2 separate regions of the Bombyx mori genome follow, and region 1 is linked to region 2. Evidence: chromatin contacts called from public Hi-C data. All regions are on one chromosome and are shown on one strand. The core of a region is the stretch at or near the end of the contact, and the rest is flanking DNA. Distances in the headings are between cores, read along the strand shown. Region 1 holds the start of LOC101742101. Region 2 overlaps LOC101742101.

Region 1 (3,102 bases), core at 203-2,702, 72 kb before region 2:
ATCGAGGGGCTAACTTTTAGATATATTTTTAATATTTTTTTTAAAATAAATAAATGGGGAACAAACAATTATTAACAATGAACAATCAAGAACAAATGATGAACAAACGAATTAATAGAAAATAAGTAGAAAACAGGAAAAAAAAAATTTTTTGAGGGGCTAACTTCATTCACCTTCCATAGATCTCGTACATTTAAATTTTACACAATTTATGTGCAATTATTTTTTTAAAGATTTTATGACCTTGCAACGAGATCTTTAAGCCCCAGTTATGTAGAATATGATATATTTAAGTAAAACAACCTTTGAAAGATTGGCGCAACGTTTTTCTTGTCATAATTCCTTTTGGAAGCAAAGTTCAGGTTGATTGATTATTTAGATTAAAGAATAGAATGCAACAAAAAACTAAGACCCAACAAAGCTTGCACACTTAAAGTTCCGGTGGAAACTGAGGCACATAACACAAGACTAGGCGAAAGGAATTTCTATTTTGAATCCAGTCATCTAATCGTACAGGCATAACAAAAATAATTTAGACGAAACATAACATATTATCATATATTAGGAAAAACTAATTACAAAAAATTTGTGACCAGAATAAGAAGAAGAAGAGTAAAAATTAAAAAAAAACAATTTACTGCAAGTGATTTGCCTGTAAAAAGATAACTGTATGTACTGATATAGCAGGATGCGAAAAGCATCTGGCTGTAAGGGCTAACATCTTTTGCCTTTTCATATGGATAAATGAAACAAAAATTCACTTTGATTTTAAATGTTGTCATGTTATAGAATTTCATTTAGGTTAAAAGCAGCAGTGGCTTATTTAAAACAATTTTTTTTTACATGCGAATGATCACAATTTTCACATCTTTATAAATTAAGATCGCATATTTTTATTTCAAAGATTTCAAGCTTTGATAATTTTGATTTTTTTTTTCTTAATAAAAATACGAATAAAAATACTTGTAAGCAATAACCGAATTATTACTCACAGTTAAAGTAAATAAAAATAAAAAGTACATTAAATTACCACACAAGTATTTAATTTGTTTTTTGAATGACTGCCTTTTACAATAACTAAGTTAGGCACCGTTAACCACTGACAACTATGGTAATTGTAACCGCCAGGCTTACTCTAAGTTCGTCTACTTTGTCTAATGCAATAAATATATAAAGCATATTTCTTTGATTGAGACCTATTAATAAATGTCTTGTTGCGTCCTGAATTATAGAATCTATCACTCTACTGGTTTTTTATTCGACGTGGACCTATCAATTATTTTTTGTCAGAAGTGGGGCCCTTTTACTGTAACACTGAAAAAAAACATGCATTGTTTGTTTCTGAGATTTTAAGTTTTGTTTGTTAAAGGCTGCTTTTATATTCATAATAATTGCCTTTTTAAACTAAAATAATTGGACTTGGAATTTCCCGTTAAATATCTGATCAGTACTGGTAACATTACCTCCCCATCCGGGCGAACGCAAGATGGCCGCCCATTTATGTGGGCGCAAGGACAATCAGAAAAGTGTTATCCGTGTGTGATATTTCGTTTATATTTGTGATAATAACGTTAAATACAACCATTGTTCTGTGCATGTGTTTATTAAAGGTTTTTGTGCAATATTATATTAGTTAAACGTGTAAAAAAAATCATTTAGTGCAATCATCAGTTGGAATTTCATTACGAAAAAATGTTCCTTGTTGAATAGTGATTATTTATTCAGTGATACAACAGTTTGGTTCGTCATGACACTCGTTGTTGGATGATAAACGTTGTTACATGTGAGTATGTGTGTCTTGGTACCAAATTTTAAATTTTTAGGGCCAAACTTAGTGTCTTTTGTAACCTATTTGGTTTCGGTTGGTTTGTTGGCGTGGCTGGTTGTCGGAGGCGCCGGGTCACCGGTACACCAGCTGGAGGGCACATCTGCGGCTTAGTCACGGTTCTTTGAGTAGAAGAGCCTACGTACAACCGCATAGATAGACGATATCTTGTGTAATTATCGAGACTTAGCAATAGAACAGATGTTTTGCTAACATTTCCTGAAGTTGACTTTTTTGTTTTGCTTAAAAAAATCTTTGTTAGACCAAACATCGATTTTTGGGCCTTTGACGTAACTTTACAGCAGGAGCTGGTCAATACGTAATAAAAATATTGGACATTTTTTTGTTGTTAATTTCGTGTTTTGCGATTTTAGAATTATAAGTTTTGTGCAAATAGCCTTTTAGTTAAAGGATGTTCTAACTATGAAACATCTCAAACTTAAAAAATAAATGTAACTAATTACTTTTCTGTTACTTAGCAATCAGCACATAAGTAGTTAAAAAAAACAAACATTAATTGTATTAATTTTTAAAAATATGCTGGTGGAAATCCTAGAACATTTCAATGCTTAGAAAAAAAAATTTTTTTTGTTAAACAAACTAAGTGGCTATCATTAATATGAACTAACATTTAATAATTAGAAAAACTAATGTTATTATCAATCGGTATATGTATCTGTAAAGACTAAACATATTCAACAGTTTCTACAATATAAAAATAGAATCTATAATTTTGTAAAACCAAAAAATATGTTTGGTATTCAATGATATATCTCCAAAACGATCTAAGTTGCAGTGGTACTATTGTTGAAGGCATCAATGTAAATGTCCCTATCTACATTTTAGTAAATAATCAAAGTCTGCAACACAAGAATTAATTTTCTATTTGAATATGAATTAGATATAATTAACTTAACTAATTTTCAAAATAAATAAGTATTTTGTTAATGGTTGAGGTGGTTTTTGTGTCTGAAAAAATCTTACACAAATACGCTATGTAAAATTTAGGTTCGCCGTTCTGTCAAGCACACATGATTTAGAAGTCTTTCTTTCTTGCTCTCCGTTCAAGCTCTATCAAGGTAGCAGCGTCAAATCAGCAAAATTCAATATGAAATTATGCAAAATTTGTAGCTTTTTTGCTGATTTGACGCTGCTACCTTGATAGAGCACTCCGTTCACCTCTCAGTGAAAGATTTTCTCTTTGTAGAATTGTAACCTTATATCACACAATATCTCTTCTTCTCTCTTCCCTAGTACTCTCTGCTGAGGTGTAGGGC
Region 2 (3,305 bases), core at 65-2,564:
AATCTATTGTCCGCTTTGGGCCTAAAATGGGCCATCCCCTTTGCAGTTGTAATGTTCGCTTCGGGAATGGCTTTTATAAAATTGTAAAAGATCGAATTCAAACCGCTAGTAAATTATGAGCTGACACGTTTAGAGCAATCTTTTGGATGCGGATAGAGAGATTCTTTCCGTTTAATAACACCTTAGTAGTCCGTGACAACGAAACCCAAGATATTCAGAAATAATAAAATGATAATAATAATAAAACCAAAGAATCAAATTAGTGTTTGGGTTGAGCGAGTGGTGGCCAATTATGGCCGCTGTGCTGCAGAGATGCAGATGCTGCAGATACATACATACATACATACATAATGCAAGGTGGAGTCGTTTGGTGCGGTAGGGCCCTAAAATATCATTGGGCCCGCAGTATGCTCCTAACATCTGCAGACCGTCAAATCCCACATACCATAGGCGCGGACACCTCGTTGGAGGCTCGGACCACAGCCCGAAAAAAAACGTTCGTAGGTTAACTGTTGTGATACAATAATAGTCAATCAGCCTGCTGATATTATTGCTGGTAATTCTTTAACCCAACAGCTACTTGAAACCTAATTTAACAACAGGATGTGAAGCTGTATTAAATTGAGAGTGGCTAAATGAATCCGCACATATATCCTTGTCATTAGGGCTCCTACACAACTTAATGTTATAAATGGCTTGTTGACAAACTTGCGAAATTCGTGCTTGAAAACGTTAATATGTTATTAACGTTTGATTGTCGACACACGCTTATGATTCAATCGAACTCCGATTGGCCAAGAAGTAGGTGTGGATGTAACTGATTAGTATTGTATCTAATAATAGACTCGGCGTGTCCTCTGAAGGGTAAACAATCTGGCGAAGATGATGTTTGCTTTTAAATTTATCGGCTATTTTATGTCTTCAACTTGGAGGCTGGTCTTAGGCTGGTCAGGCTGCGAATTTTACTTTTGGTAAAATATATCCATTATTGTTGAGGTAGGACACGAATGTATAACAGTACAACATATTTCATATTTTCTGCTAATTAAATTTTTATCTTTTATCTTGAAACGAAGCACTAAAATTAAGTTTATGATAAGCGAGTATGACTATGTCCGTATCTGATTTTTAGTGTAGATTTTGTTTGGTATTTTTCCAGTAGTAGTGGAATTTTACATAGAAATTCTTTGTTTTATTTTTTTGGTCTGTTCTCGTCTCGATTATCAATATAATCCGACATCGTTACGCTGTATTGGATCACTGGCTGTTGCTATTTGAACGTGATGTTTGCATTAATTATGCCACACTATAAAGGTTTGGATGCGTCCACACAGTTACGTCACTCTAGACGTGTAACCACAGAATACATATTTGTCAGTCGACACATACCTTGTTGGTATATTTGATTTTTATATTTAGCGCGGATGCTGCGTTTGCTGATCTTGTGTCGGTTGCTAGGGAACAGATGACACTACGCAAACTGTGGGTTAAATCGTAATTAATATTCAGTAGATTTGGTTATTTCTTTTAAGTCTTTTATGTATATCACTACATAGTATAAAACAAAGTCGCGTTCTCTGTCCCTATATCCCTATGTATGCTAATAGATAGAGTGATTGAAGAGGAAGGTTTATAAGTATAATAACATCCATTAAATAATGGAGAAATCAATAATAAGTTACAGTTTCCGAGGCGAAGCGAGGGCGGGTCACTAGTCAATAATAAAACATCAAACAGACGGCAAATCATTGAAATGTCGACGACCGAAGGTGCCATCATCTTTAGTCGTCCGTGACCAAGATAACTGTACAGTGCTCGAAGCGTAGAAAAATATTTAAATGATTAAACTTTAACGAAACGAAGTTAGAATATAAAAGTACTTTTATGTATACGAGTAGTGGAAACTGCAGGAAAATGAAAATCGTTCTGAGATTACATGTACTACTTCTTTTCTATATCGTTCCCTCACTACTGAGGATCGCGACCACATGTGATGTTCTTCCACTGTGTTCGATTATGGGTGGCATGGACCGCATGGCACAGACTACCACCAAGTGCTTCTCTTACTAGAACTCACTATCTGGCTGGAGTTTTACTACTGTTCCGTATATTTACATATTATAGTCCTAGGGTCTTATTCGTAATGAATTATCGGGGCGTTATAAATCTGTTATAAGGTTGTCAAATGTGTTATACGCATAAAAAAAAAATGAAGACCATGTGGATAACTTATCTTATACTATACTACTATAACTTATATTATACTTTTATCAGTCGTATAATAGGGTGGGTAGGACCTCTTGTGAGTCCGCGTGGGTAGGACCATCGCCCTGCCTATTTCTGCCGTGAAGCAGTAATGCGTTTCGATTTGAAGGGTAAGGCAGCCGTTGTAACTATACTGAGATCTTAGAACTTATATCTCAAGGTGGATGGCGCATTTACGTTGTAGATGTCTATGGGCTGCCCTTCTTCAAACGAGGCTTGTGGAGAGTATTGAGCGGTAGGCAGCGGCTTGGCTCTGCCCCTGGCATTGCTGAAGTCCATGGGCGACGGTAACCACTCAACATCAGGTGGGCCGTATGCTCGTCTGCCTACAAGGGCAATACAAAAAAACTACTACTTAACACCAGGTGGGCTGTGAGCTCGCTACAAGGGCAATAAAAAAAAAACCACTTAACACCAGGTGGGCTTGAGCTCGTCCACCCATCTAAGCATAAAAAAAGGTCCCTTGTCCGGGCGTACACGATACTTTTTTTTTATTGCTTAGATGGATGGACGAGCTCACAGCCCACCTAATGTTAACTGGTTACTGGAGCCCATAGACATCTACGACGTAAATGCGCCACCCATCTTGAGATATAAGTTCGATACGGTGTACATTGCGCGCTGCGGCTGACGCGCAACGGTCCGCTTGCAGGTCGACGGTGTCGGTGTACTCGGGCAACTCCAACTCCAGCTCGGACCGCGACATCCTGGACCTGTCGATGCCGGACAAGAACTCGATGACGGAGGTGTGCTACGTCTGCGGCGACGAGTTCAAGCGCGGCACGCTCTACAACCTCAACACCAAGGAGCCCAAGGATAAAACTGTGAGTTCGCTCTGTCGCTCCGTCGCTTACAGGGGTACAACGTGGTGGATGAACAGAGGATTAACTTAATTTTACAATTTTAAGATATAATATTTAATTCATAAAAAATAACAGTTTAAAAAAAAATAAAAACTACAATAGCTAAACGAATCAGCAAATCGTTTTAGTTTTTAAATTTCGTTGATACATTGTATCCTTATTGGTCCTCGATGCGTG

The links. A called contact is a pair of places that touch in the nucleus more often than the background predicts.
Region 1: a Hi-C map of whole pupa shows a contact between it and region 2, with 4 times the contacts expected there. The contact joins the promoter of LOC101742101 here to the enhancer-like site in region 2. A contact is called at or near these places in 4 of 7 Hi-C or Micro-C datasets (middle silk gland, midgut, posterior silk gland and 1 more).

Annotation. Positions count from the first base shown.
Region 1 is chr20:509,669-512,770 of ASM3026992v2, reverse strand. It overlaps LOC101742101, which reads left to right and starts at 1,452. Exons shown (of 23, transcript XM_038018077.2): 1 at 1,452-1,783.
Region 2 is chr20:437,055-440,359 of ASM3026992v2, reverse strand. It overlaps LOC101742101, which reads left to right. Exons shown (of 23, transcript XM_038018077.2): 6 at 2,918-3,089. Among protein-coding and RNA genes, the nearest start is that of LOC101742101, 73 kb to the left of the region's middle. Within about 2 kb of position 1,314, at least 3 of the 8 cell types and tissues checked have open chromatin away from gene starts, as enhancers often do.